Linked DNA regions of Mus musculus: regions 2, 3 and 4 are each linked to region 1. Evidence: chromatin contacts called from public ChIA-PET and promoter capture Hi-C data. All regions are on one chromosome and are shown on one strand. The core of a region is the stretch at or near the end of the contact, and the rest is flanking DNA. Distances in the headings are between cores, read along the strand shown. Region 1 holds the start of Eml6 (echinoderm microtubule associated protein like 6). Region 2 holds the start of Fem1al (fem-1 homolog A like). Region 3 overlaps Sptbn1 (spectrin beta, non-erythrocytic 1). Region 4 overlaps Eml6 (echinoderm microtubule associated protein like 6).

What was found. Promoter capture Hi-C pulls out the DNA fragments that hold promoters and counts their contacts. ChIA-PET counts read pairs in DNA pulled down with a chosen protein or histone mark.
Region 2: a promoter capture Hi-C map of embryonic stem cells shows a contact between it and region 1. The contact joins the promoter of Fem1al here to the promoter of Eml6 in region 1. A contact is called at or near these places in 2 of 39 promoter capture datasets (the HPC-7 cell line and embryonic stem cells), 2 of 484 Hi-C or Micro-C datasets (both in embryonic stem cells), 2 of 115 datasets of contacts at active chromatin or transcription factors (embryonic stem cells and pancreatic cancer cells) and 2 of 9 other capture datasets (liver and pancreatic islet).
Region 3: a contact with region 1 is called in an RNA polymerase II ChIA-PET map of memory CD8 T cells, with 5 read pairs. The contact joins the enhancer-like site here to the promoter of Eml6 in region 1. A contact is called at or near these places in 1 of 39 promoter capture datasets (embryonic stem cells), 1 of 484 Hi-C or Micro-C datasets (embryonic stem cells) and 6 of 115 datasets of contacts at active chromatin or transcription factors (bone marrow-derived macrophages, embryonic stem cells, extraembryonic endoderm stem cells and 2 more).
Region 4: a promoter capture Hi-C map of hippocampal neurons shows a contact between it and region 1, with 2.7 times the contacts expected there. The contact joins the enhancer-like site here to the promoter of Eml6 in region 1. A contact is called at or near these places in 1 of 39 promoter capture datasets (hippocampal neurons), 1 of 15 datasets of contacts at CTCF or cohesin (the NIH/3T3 cell line), 2 of 484 Hi-C or Micro-C datasets (cerebral cortex and nephron progenitors), 5 of 115 datasets of contacts at active chromatin or transcription factors (embryonic stem cells and neural progenitor cells) and 1 of 9 other capture datasets (adipose tissue).

The regions. Positions count from the first base shown.
Region 1 is chr11:30,024,607-30,027,426 of GRCm38.p6, reverse strand. Eml6 (echinoderm microtubule associated protein like 6) reads left to right here and starts at 1,394. Exons shown (of 42, transcript NM_146016.2): 1 at 1,394-1,537; 2 at 2,327-2,820.
Region 2 is chr11:29,824,213-29,827,032 of GRCm38.p6, reverse strand. Fem1al (fem-1 homolog A like) reads left to right here and starts at 1,365. Exons shown (of 1, transcript NM_176829.2): 1 at 1,365-2,820. The coding sequence starts at 1,578. The region is part of intron 13 of Eml6 (echinoderm microtubule associated protein like 6); the gene reads left to right.
Region 3 is chr11:30,181,644-30,184,463 of GRCm38.p6, reverse strand. All of the region lies in intron 1 of Sptbn1 (spectrin beta, non-erythrocytic 1), which reads left to right. Among named protein-coding and RNA genes, the nearest start is that of Sptbn1, 37 kb to the left of the region's middle. Within about 2 kb of position 1,488, at least 136 of the 459 cell types and tissues checked have an H3K27ac peak or open chromatin away from gene starts, as enhancers often do. A contact at or near this core is called in embryonic stem cells, memory CD8 T cells and pancreatic cancer cells, where this site is marked.
Region 4 is chr11:29,878,396-29,881,215 of GRCm38.p6, reverse strand. Eml6 (echinoderm microtubule associated protein like 6) reads left to right here. Exons shown (of 42, transcript NM_146016.2): 7 at 434-569. Among named protein-coding and RNA genes, the nearest start is that of Gm22588, 30 kb to the right of the region's middle. Within about 2 kb of position 1,380, at least 55 of the 459 cell types and tissues checked have an H3K27ac peak or open chromatin away from gene starts, as enhancers often do. A contact at or near this core is called in the NIH/3T3 cell line and hippocampal neurons, where this site is marked.

The DNA of each region.
Region 1 (2,820 bases), core at 145-2,644:
TTTTGCTCTCAACTTTGTTTCTGCTATGGTTTGACCATATTCCACAAAGTCCATATATTTAAAATTCAATTTTCTGATTTACATGTTAATGGTATTTGGAGATAAGGCTTCTGTGAGTTAGTCAGCATTAGATAAATCAATAAGTCAATGAGGTTGGGTCGACCATGACACTAATGGCTTTAAAAAGACACAGGAGTTAGCATTCTCGTTCTATCATGCTATGTGATGCCCTCTACCAGCATAGGATGTAGTTAAGCCCATCATCAGATGATGAGCGCAATGTTCTTGGTTTTCCTTGCCTCTAGAATCATCAACCAAACAACCAACCAACCAAACAAACAAACAAACAAAATTCTGCATAAATGATTAAAGGAATAGAAAGCAGACCAAGACATTTCAAGCCCCTCTAAGCCATGTTTTAATGTTTAGTAGTGTCCTTACTGTCTTAAAGAGAGAGCGAGAGAGAGACCTCCTCGAATTTGTTGACTCTGTTTTCTCAGAAAATATGAAGTGTATTCAATTTCTCTTCAACATTGTAGGCAACAGCTCACTACACTTAGGTGCTTATCTATAGCATTGCCTTTCCTACCAGGACAGCATCCTATTAAAACTCCACGTAGATAAAGAAACATCTTGAACACAGAAGAGTCAAAAGTATCAACCTTTCGTAGCTTCTTAGTCAAGTGGATTATAAAATCTGTTCTCAAAAGTTGGCTGCGGCCATAATCTGAAAATCAGAACGAATAAATTAGTTTATTCCAGGTAGTTTTAGAATAGCCACTGGCTTCTGTTTTTTACGGCCAAATTTATTGCATGGGCACAAGGCAGGTCACAGGAAGGCGCTTATTTCCCTACACATGACAGAGTGACCACACGCCACTGTATTTTTCTTAAACTTTGTAACACTGCACTTGGATAAATCAGAATCCTTTGGAATAATAGGGGAAACTGAAGTAGGAAACAGCGTTAGTCAAGTGCTGCAACAAGGAAAGAGATGGGCTACAGCAATCCTCTGGGACTGGCGCAAGTGAAAGTCCTGAGGAAAGCCCCTGAATTTTTTTCCACGTCATCTTTTCTGCTTTCAGCACAGACGCGCATGCCGCTGGCCTGGGTCACCATGGAACACCAACGCCATTCTGGGTGAGTTGCTGGGTCCGATAGGAGAAACGCAGACTTCCCTGGCACCGGTACTAAGGCCCTGCGGATGCATGGAATCCTGGGACTTGTAGTACACTAGAGGCGCTCGCCTCAGCAGCTGGTTTACAGAGGACTACGATTTCCAAGATGCATAGGGAACAGGCGGGCAAAGGGAGGTGAGGTTTCGGCCCTAGGAGGCGTCTGCGTTTCCGAACCGGCGCAATTTCGCCGCGTAACTCTTCCCTGCGCTGGCCCCGCCCCTGGAGCCAGGGAAGGAGGAAGAGCTGGTCCCCAGATCCCCGGTGACGAAACCTAACCCGGGAGCGCGGGGAGGGAGGGAGGGCAGGCAGAGGATTTCGCTGGCTGGTGCGAGATCCTGGACGCAAGGCCGGCAGCAGAGGTTAGAGGCGGAGAAAGCAGGGATGCTACGTGCGAGGCTGGTCCGGGTGGGAGTGCAGGAACTCGCTAGGACCGTAGAGCCTGAGCCAGGTGTACCTGGGGCTACCAACCCTCAGATCTGCAAAAGTGGGCGCCAGGTTGAGCATGGGGTGTCGCTGACACCCGGGCTCCACGGGAGACCCCGCCCCCCCTCCTGCCAACCTAAAGGCAAGATCCTAGAGCCCTTGGGTCTCATAGCTAGCTCAAATCTCCGTGGGGAGAGGAGCATGATTTTTTTTGACACTTTATTATTGTTGCTGTTATTTTATTATTTTTATTATTATTTTTCGATCGGGAGCATTTGTAGGTAGCCGGATTTCCTCCGATTCAGAGAAAAAAAAATTATGACACTTGCAATTGGAGTCTTTAATTAGGGGAGAGCTGTTAAGTATTTATTTGTTTTTATGATTTTCTCTGTGAAGAGAAGGCGCATAGAGGGTTTGGATTTTAAACACATATATGACAGCTAATTGGAACATCTAAAAGAATGACCATTGCATATTCACCCTGGCTTTATAGAGGAAACAGCAAGTGTTACTGCAAATTGGAGCAGCAACTACCGGCCAGAAGTGTTTAGGGAGTATTTCCTATAATTAAGGTGGATATGGAAGGAGAAATGTGGACAATCAAAAAAAAAAAAAACCAAAAATAAACAAACAAAAATCCCACAACTTGGTTTTAGTTTGGTAATTATTTTCTTGTGCTGGGTGACATGCAAAAATTCTTTCTCTTCCTCGTTCTCGCATCCTAGATATAGACTGTCAGTTTCGGATCCAAGGACGGTGATGGCAAAGCAGTAAACCGGAGTAACCGTCTGCCTGTCAGATCAGACCTGTCACAGAATAAATCCCACCGCCTGCTGCGAAGCCCCCCGCGCTCCTCAAACTTGGAGAACTGGTAATCCGTGTCTGGATATGCAGATCTCTGATTTTAAAGGCCGGGTGACCCCGGGGAGAACCTCTCCCGCCGCCCAAAGCCCGCAGGTGCAGTGAGGCGTGTGTGCGGGTACTGGTACCCTCGAGGCCCGCTTGACCCCGGGAGAAGGAGTCGGGGAGCCCAGCGGGGTCTTGCTGCTGTGCACCGGCGTCGGCGGCTCCTCTCCCGCAGCAGCAGATGATGGTGGCGGCCAGCGTGCTGGGCTGTGTCTGTGCGTCGCCGCGGAAATTGGCGCCCGGTGCTGTACCCTGAGCCCTTGCAGGTCCGTCGCAGCTCGAGCCTTGAAGAGGACAGAGTCGGCGCTCGGGG
Region 2 (2,820 bases), core at 116-2,615, 200 kb after region 1:
GTATGGTCACCCAAGGGTCGATGTCCTAACTCATATGTCACCTGGGAAGTTGGTCATAAGGACAGTGGCTGTGAAATGTCAACCCTTTAGCCCCCAGAAAAAAAAAAAAAGCTGGCCAGGCCCTATCTGGGAAATTAGAGTCAGCCCTCCTGCTGACTGGAAAAACTCCTTATCCATCGAATGCCAGTGTGTGTTTGTGAGCTTCCGCAGGCTCGTAGCAGGAAGAGTGGAACTGCGTGGTTGGTTTGGGCCCATTTGACTTTGTCAAATCTAACAGATGGGAACTCTGGCAGGATGTAAGGGGCAGGGACCTACTTTTCAGGCTGAGAACCAGGAGCAGAGCTAAGGAGCAGAGGGGAAGGGCAGCAAGTGAGAAGAAAAGAACAGTTAGAGAACATTATAACATGGCTCCAGCTGAGGCTGCAGTGGCTTTAACAGCAGCTTTTACACCATGCTAGGTACTAGCAGAGAATAAGGTCAGTTCTTAGTCAAAGACAAAGTGATTAAATAAGGCAAAGAACTAAGAGATCACACCAGGTAGTAATCAAACAAAGCAATAAACAAAATCCTCCCCCCCACCCCCCACCCCCAGTCACTGGGTCTGGGGGCTTATCAGGATGACCAGGACAAAAAGGAAGTCACACCTTCCTTGGCTGAGTTTACCTTGATCCTTGCATCAGCCCAAATGTGAATATTCTTATCTGAGCCTACTGCCTTGAGCCCAGTGACAAGTACTTGCCAAATTTTTATAAGTGGTACTAAAAGCTCTCTACATTCATAGGGGGCAGGAAGGGCAGTAAGTAGGATCAGGCAGGCAGGTAAACCTGTTGAACTAGTCTGCAGCAGGTTGTAAATGAGGGAGGGGAGAAGGGAAAGTCTAATGCTCAGAGCCCTGGTGCTGTTGAGCCAGAGAGCAGTGGTCCAGGCCCAGCCTGAAGTTCTCAGACGCAAGAAAGAAACTGTCTCTAAGGAGAGGGAAATCTCACCCAAGGGAAAAACTGGATGTCTCCCATCCTCAAGGACAACACAGGGGTATCTCCTATCTCAAGAACTCTCCCCTGGGACCATAGAGATGGGAAAGGATGGGGGCTTACCAGATCTTGGGCTAGGGAGTTCTCTTGTTGTGGCTGAGATGGGATGTAAACTTGAAGAGATTTTAGATCTGACTCACGGCACAATGTTATGATTATTAAAAAATAAAGAAATATAAGGATATGCCCTATGGAGGTGTGGTGAGGTATGGAGGAAGGTGGTGTCTCAGCCGGCCCATGTAGAGGCATCCCTTCTCTCTGAGGGACCACCATTTTATAGTGAGCCAGGCCTACCTGGCTGTTGCCAAGTAACTGTGGGGGTGAAGTCCAAACAGAATCCTAACAACTAGTGGACTCAAACCAGGACAGTTTTGATGCTGGGTCCAGTTTATATTCTCATTTATATCCTAAAACCACACACTGGGGCAGACAGACAATCAAGATTTAACAGAAGCAGGAGAACCGCTAAGATGACAGCCCTGGAGAAGGTGAAGGATGTCTCTGGCGACCGGCGGCCCGGCTAGATCCAGCAGCGAGGCTTCCAGCATGGATCTGCACACAGCGGTGTACAATGCGGCGCACGACGGCAAGCTGCCTCTGCTGCAGAAACTGTTGGCCAGCCGTGGGCGTGAGGAGCTGGAGGAGCTGCTGGGTGAGGTGGCCGGCGGTGGAACGCCACTGCTAATCGCAGCGCGCCGTGGACACCTAGACGTGGTGGAGTATCTGGTGGACCACTGCGGCGCCAGCGTGGAGGCGAGTGGCTCTGTGCACTTCGATGGCGAGACCATCGAGGGCGCGCCGCCGCTCTGGGCAGCGTCGGCCGCGGGTCACCTGGCCGTGGTGCGTAGCCTTCTGCACCGAGGCGCCTCGGTCAACCGCACCACGTGCACCAACTCCACACCGCTGCGCGCCGCCTGCTTCAACGGCCACCTGGACGTGGTGCGCTGCCTGGTGGGCGAGCACAAGGCGGACCTGGAGGTGGCCAATCGCCACGGCCACACGTGCCTTATGATCTCCTGCTACAAGGGCCACCGCGAGATCGCACGCTACCTGCTGGAGCGCGGCGCACAGGTGAACCGGCGCAGCGCCAAGGGCAACACCGCCCTGCACGACTGTGCAGAATCTGGCAGCCTGGAGATCCTACAACTGCTGCTGAGCTGCCACGCGCGCATGGAGCGCGACGGCTATGGCATGACGCCGCTGCTGGCCGCCAGCATCACTGGGCACACCAACATCGTGGAGTACCTCATCCAGGAACAGCCGAGCCACGAGCAGCTCTCAGGGACAGAGCTTCCTGGAGAAGGCTCCTCCCAGATGGCAGGAAACCACTGCTCCACCCCAGAAGATGCAGAACAGTATGAGAGCTGCTGCCCTACCAGCCGGGAAGCGGCTGTGGAAGCTTTGGAGCTGCTGGGTGCCACCTATGTGGATAAGAAAAGGGATCTGCTTGGAGCCCTGAAGCACTGGAGAAGGGCGATGGAACTCCGCCACCAGGGTGGAGGCTTCCTCCCTAAGCCAGAGCCCCAGCAACTGGTTCTGGCCTATGACTATTCCAGGGAGGTGACTACGCCTCAAGAGTTGGAAGCCCTCATTACAGATCCTGATGAGATGCGGATGCAGGCGCTGCTGATACGGGAGAGAATCTTGGGCCCCTCACATCCTGACACTTCATACTACATACGGTACCGGGGTGCTGTCTATGCGGACTCCGGGAATTTCGAGCGCTGTATCCGTCTGTGGAAGTATGCCTTGGACATGCAACAAAACAACCTGGAGCCCCTGAGCCCCA
Region 3 (2,820 bases), core at 239-2,738, 160 kb before region 1:
TAGTTACAACTGTGCATAATTGTAGTCTTTATTGAGGTTGGGGAGAAGGGATAGTATTGAGGGAGGGAGTCTAGAGTGGTGGGAGCAGTTTGGTGGGGGTAGTGTGTGGTGATGGTCTTCTGTGCTTACCTCTCAGGTGGAATAGAGTATACGGGAACGGATGTGAATCCGTGGTCAGCCCTTAACACACACGCGTGCGCGCGCGCACACACACACACACACACACACACACACACACACACACACACACACACACCAACCCCCTGGGGACCCTTTCACCTTCTGCTGTTACCAGACTTTTCTTACCTCCTTTTCCTGTGAACTCCTGAATTAAGTCATTGATCCAGCCCTGTTGTGTGCTCAGGGTTTAAGGAAAAGGGAAGTGAGACACAGATCTCTTGGTAATTCAGAAGTTGATGTATGATCTTACGTTGTCTTCCCTTCTAGTAGGAATTTACAGTGTAACTTGACTAGATTTCTTGCATTAAAAAGAAAACAAAACTACTCTTGCATGAGGAGCCCTGGTAATTAGAATAATGACCAGGCATGATTCATTCTCTGATTAATATTCTGCTTATGGAAGCGTTTCTATCTCCAGCTCCACTAAGCAGCTGGACTCACAGGGATACAGTTTCTCTCTCCACCTTCAGGAAGCTCACCGACCAATCAAGAGACAAGAAGGAAGTTTTGTTGAGGATTTGAGTAGATACTCTGAAAGAGGAAAGGTAGACTACACACACTTGCAGAGCAGAGGCCATCTCTCCTAGGTTGCTGTGAGAATCAGCTCCATTCTTGTATGTCGACCCTCTGTGAAAAGGGGAAGACAAAAGCCAACTCAGTTGCTCAGGTTCCTGCTGGTGTAAAAGGCTTCGTTCTATTGGCAGTGGTAACTTTTACTGAGTACACTGTTGACTTAGTCAGTTCTGTTATTTGTGTTGGTCTCTTGAGACAGGTGTTACTATAGAACTGGAAATCATGGTCCTGCTGCCTCAGTCCCCCAGTGCCATCACACCTGTTATGCATTCCGAAGAATTCTCCAGATAAGAACAGAAATGATCCATATTTACATATGAGGAAAGAAGTAACTTGCCCACTGTTGAGTAACTGCTAGTGGTAGAGCTGGCATCTGCACCGGGTTGAGCACAAAGCCATTGTAGCTTTAAACCATTGTTTCACACAAACTCCATCCCAGAGAACGGAGGTGTGCTTGGGTGTGGCCAGCATGCGGAAGTTGTCTAGCAACAGTCCCTGCAGTTTATTCTCCCTCCCCACCTGCCTCTTTGTCTCTCCCTCTCTCTCTGACAGAGTATAACTACATTGCTCTGTCCTAGGACAGTGTTTCCTTCCTTCTTCTGGAGGGGTGCTCTTCTAGCCCAGGTCAGAAAGCCACCAGTTACTAGCATGCTGCTGCTTGAGCTATCCACCCTTTGTATTAGGATGGGTCATGCTCGTGGAGGCCGCGGTAAACCAGTGCTACTATGAAAAGTATGACTGGTGTCATCCGGTTTGGAATTGGAAGCCACACCCTTGCCACCACATTGTACTTCTTATACTGATAACCTGTGGCTTCAAAGTCAAACCACAAACTTCTGCATTGAATGTGAGTTTAAGAAAGAAATATGAGGTACCTTCACACACACATTATTTACCCTTTCAGACGCCCAGTGAGGTAGGTGTTTTTTCTGTCCTGTGGGTTAAGAAATCTGAGGCTTGTGAGGTGAAATATGTCTAGAGAAAAGAGAGAGCCAGCAACTGACAAATCGAGCAGGTAGCTACCAGTGGCGGAAATTGTATCAAGACAAAGCTCTTTTCAACATTTCTTGAAAATGGCTATGTTTCCTTTCCTTTGTGTCTGTGTGTGTATGTGTATACATGTTAATTATGTGCAGGCACACACTTACGTACACATAGATGCGTGCTTGTAGAGGCCAGAAGTCATTTCCCAGGAGTCTGTCAAGTGATATTTTTTTAAAATTTTGTTGTTAGCTTTTTTTTTTTTTAAATCTTGACACAGGATCTTGTTGTATAGACTGGTCATCCTCCTGCCTCAGTGTCTCAAGTTCTAGGGTAGCAGGCATGAGTCGCAGTGACCATCTCAAGTCAGATTTGTTTGTTTTGTTTTGTTTCTTATTGTTTATTTTTTGAGACAGGGTCTTTCTATGCAATCCTGGCTGTTGTGAAACTCTATTATGTAGACTAGGCTGGCTTACAGAGACTCCTCTGCCTTTCCCTCTGCCTGTGCCTCAAAAATGCTGGGAGTTAAACTGTGTATCACCATGTCTAGCCCAATTTGTTTGTTTTTTAAGATGGGTCTTACTGGCCTGGTGCTTATTAATTAGGCTGGACTGGCTGGTCAGAAACTACTAAAGATCTGTCTGTCTCAACCTCCCCAGTGGTGAGCACCGTAAGTACATACTGCCTGAGTGGTTTGCATATGTACTTTGTTGTTGTTTTGACATGGTTTCTAGGGATAGAACTCCAGTCCATGCTTCAGAGCAAGTAATTTATTACCTGAGCTATCTTCCCAGGCCCTAAAACCCTATTTTCTAATAGGTGGCAACACAAAACAAGTCATAGTACACACAGCTGTCAGCCTGTGTGGATAGGATTTTAGTTTTTGCTGTAAGCCATTGTATACTTGATCATTCTTTGTAGGTATTAGACAGATTTGTGGGGAATTCTAAAGGGCACACTTAACCTATCAACAGACTGAATAATACCCAGCTGGAAAAAAGTAGTTTTTTTTTCAGATATCAAAACATAAAGCTGTTGTTGCTGATGACTAAATTCTTCCATATAAGTTATGCAGCCATTTAATCT
Region 4 (2,820 bases), core at 131-2,630, 150 kb after region 1:
TGAAAAGCTGAGATCTGCCTCAGATACCCCTATACTTGTAAATGGTATGGCACCATGCCCCTAGTCTGTGTCTCTACTTCGTTAATTTATGACTTAAGTGTGCCACCTTTGTAATGTCTTTGTTTCAGAAGACTCAGTTGTCATATAGAAATGTGATTCTGTATCTGCTTTTACTAAGGCACTCATAACTAACATTTTGGGTGGTAGCGGTAACAATGTTATCAAATTAGATGTGTTGGAATTGCTTTGCTTCCTGGTGGTGGCTGTAATTACTGCAATCCAGCTGAGATGAAGTATGTTGATCTGCTGTCAGATTTCAACAGAAAACAGCATTTGCTTTAATTAGTTTTGCTCTGTTATTTTTAATCATGGAGATTCAGCAACAATGACATTTGTGACTGTGGGATTGAATTCTACCTCTTATAATTGACAGGCTGGGATCTTCAGCCTGTATGCTTGTGAAGAAGGCTTTGCTACTGGTGGGCGAGATGGTTGCATACGATTATGGGACACTGATTTCAAACCAATAACCAAAATTGATCTCAGGGAGACGGAACAAGGATATAAAGGTAAAATGTGTGTTAGTACTTACCATGTGCTCTAAGAAGGTTATGTACAATGTCAAGTTGTGTGTTTCTGTTTAAGAGAAAGAAGTAAATATAAGGGCTAGAGAGACAGCTCAGCTATTAGGAGCATTCACAGAAGATCTGGATACAGTTCACACCACCCACAGGGCGCCTCATGAGTGCCTGTAATTCCAGTTCCAGGGACCTTGTGTCTCCTTCTTGCTTCTGTGTATATTAGGTATACACATAGTACACACACATGCATGAGACATATCACTTATAAAGTGAAAGTTTTTTAAAGAATTAATTATGTAAATTTTATATTCTACCTGACAGTATTTGCTTTGTTCTATGAAGACTTTAAGGGTTTACATAAAAATATTGAATACAAGCTCCAAAGTATGTTGAAAATGAGTAGATAGCTTTTCCCCTGCTTGGCATAAAGCTACAGTGATCCTGTAGCAAAGACAGATGATAACATTACAGTGAAAAAGCTGAACGGTTTCCCAGAATATGGGATTATTTTCAGTGATGAAATGAAGAATTTCTGGACAAGACAGTCAATAAATGTGACAGTGTGTAGCCTCTGAAAATAAACCTGTGTCCACTTGTAGCACTGAAGTGGCTAGGGTAGACATCAGAGAGCAGAGAGAAGAAAACATGTACCGTATGTCCTCAGGCTATCTTCCCTAAGCAGTGTTGTTTCCAATCAAATTTTATTTTTAAATTTAGCAACAGAGCAATGAGCTGGATGTTGTGATTCATCTTATACCACAAGCTACCTTCTTCCTTCTGCCATTCACATAGTGACTCATGTCACACCACAGGCTACATCCTTCCTTCTGCCATTCACTATAAAAAATGCCTCACAGCTCTTCTGGAGACTGCACTGATTCTATCTTAGGGAGTTGTGGATACCTAACACCGGGCTTCTTAGAAAGTTGTAGAATTTGGTTCCTACTTTACTCTGTCAATTAGGACAAAGTCAAGGTCCTTAAATTCTCTATAATATCATGTGGTTTTAAGCAGCTTTATTCAGAAGAATATATAAATATGTAGAAGCAAGTTAGTTTTCTAAGAGTCACATTTTAAAAAAAGCAAAATCTTTCAACCAAATAACTCCAGACACCCACCCTCTTGAGTGTTTGCAGAGTGAGGGTAAGCAAGGCTAGAAGGAGGGTGTGGAGGAGCAGAACAGACAGGAGGAGACAGAGGGGACAGCAGATCCTTACACACTGTCCCACACGCAGAGAGATCTTAACCTTCTGCTCTGCCTACTCCCTGCTTCAAACATGGAAGTAAAGCACATTTGAGAGGAACAGATTCAGGCAAAACAGTATCAGGATTGCCTTGGTCTCAATGTGAATGTAAAACTATAGGAGTGACTTTATCTTCAGATGGACTTTTGATATGCATGAATTCCCTCCCCCCCTTTTTGCTGTTGGGTGACAATGACTGTTGACCTCATTTGCATGGAAACTATGTTTTGTGGTTCTTTTCTGGGGTTTTGATTTTATTTTCCATTTTATTAAAAAGACTTTCTAAACATTCAGCAAGAACATTTTAAAGGTCATGTTCTAATTCTATAACACCATACTTGCTACTTTTGAAAGACCCCCGAAGAGGGGAGAACCTCACTCAAGTCTCAGGATGACGCGACCCCCCCAAGAAGGATGGTCTCACAAGAGACCGTCCTTGCTGCAATTGCACAAGGTTTATTGACAGGAACCAGCCCACTGGGGTCAACTCGTATCCCACGCAGGGGTAGAGGAGTTCGACCCTGAGTAGCTGGGAAAGGGGATATTTAAAGGAAAGAAACACAACCCAAGGGGGAAGGGAGGGTATTATTGGAAAATGCGGAAAATACGAGTGAAGAATCACAAGCGGGTACTAAAAATCACAAGGGGAAACTCCCTGCTTCTCAAGATTGTTCTCAAGACTTTAATCTAACTTTTGTGGTCGGCCAGGTCCTGGAACAAGGTCACTGAACTGGATAACCTACATTCTTGGTGCTAGGGGGTCTGAATTTTTCCTGGTCTTTCACTTTGTGTCTAAAGTTTGAAGATATTAATCAGGAGCAGTGAGATAGCTCAACCTTAAAAAGTACTTGATGCCAATCCTGATGACCTGAGTTCAATCCCTGAAACTCACATGATAGGAAGAAAAAACTGATTACTGTAAGTTGACATCTGACCCTCATATGCATTCTACATATGCATTTATGCATGTGCATGTATGTATATGCACACACACA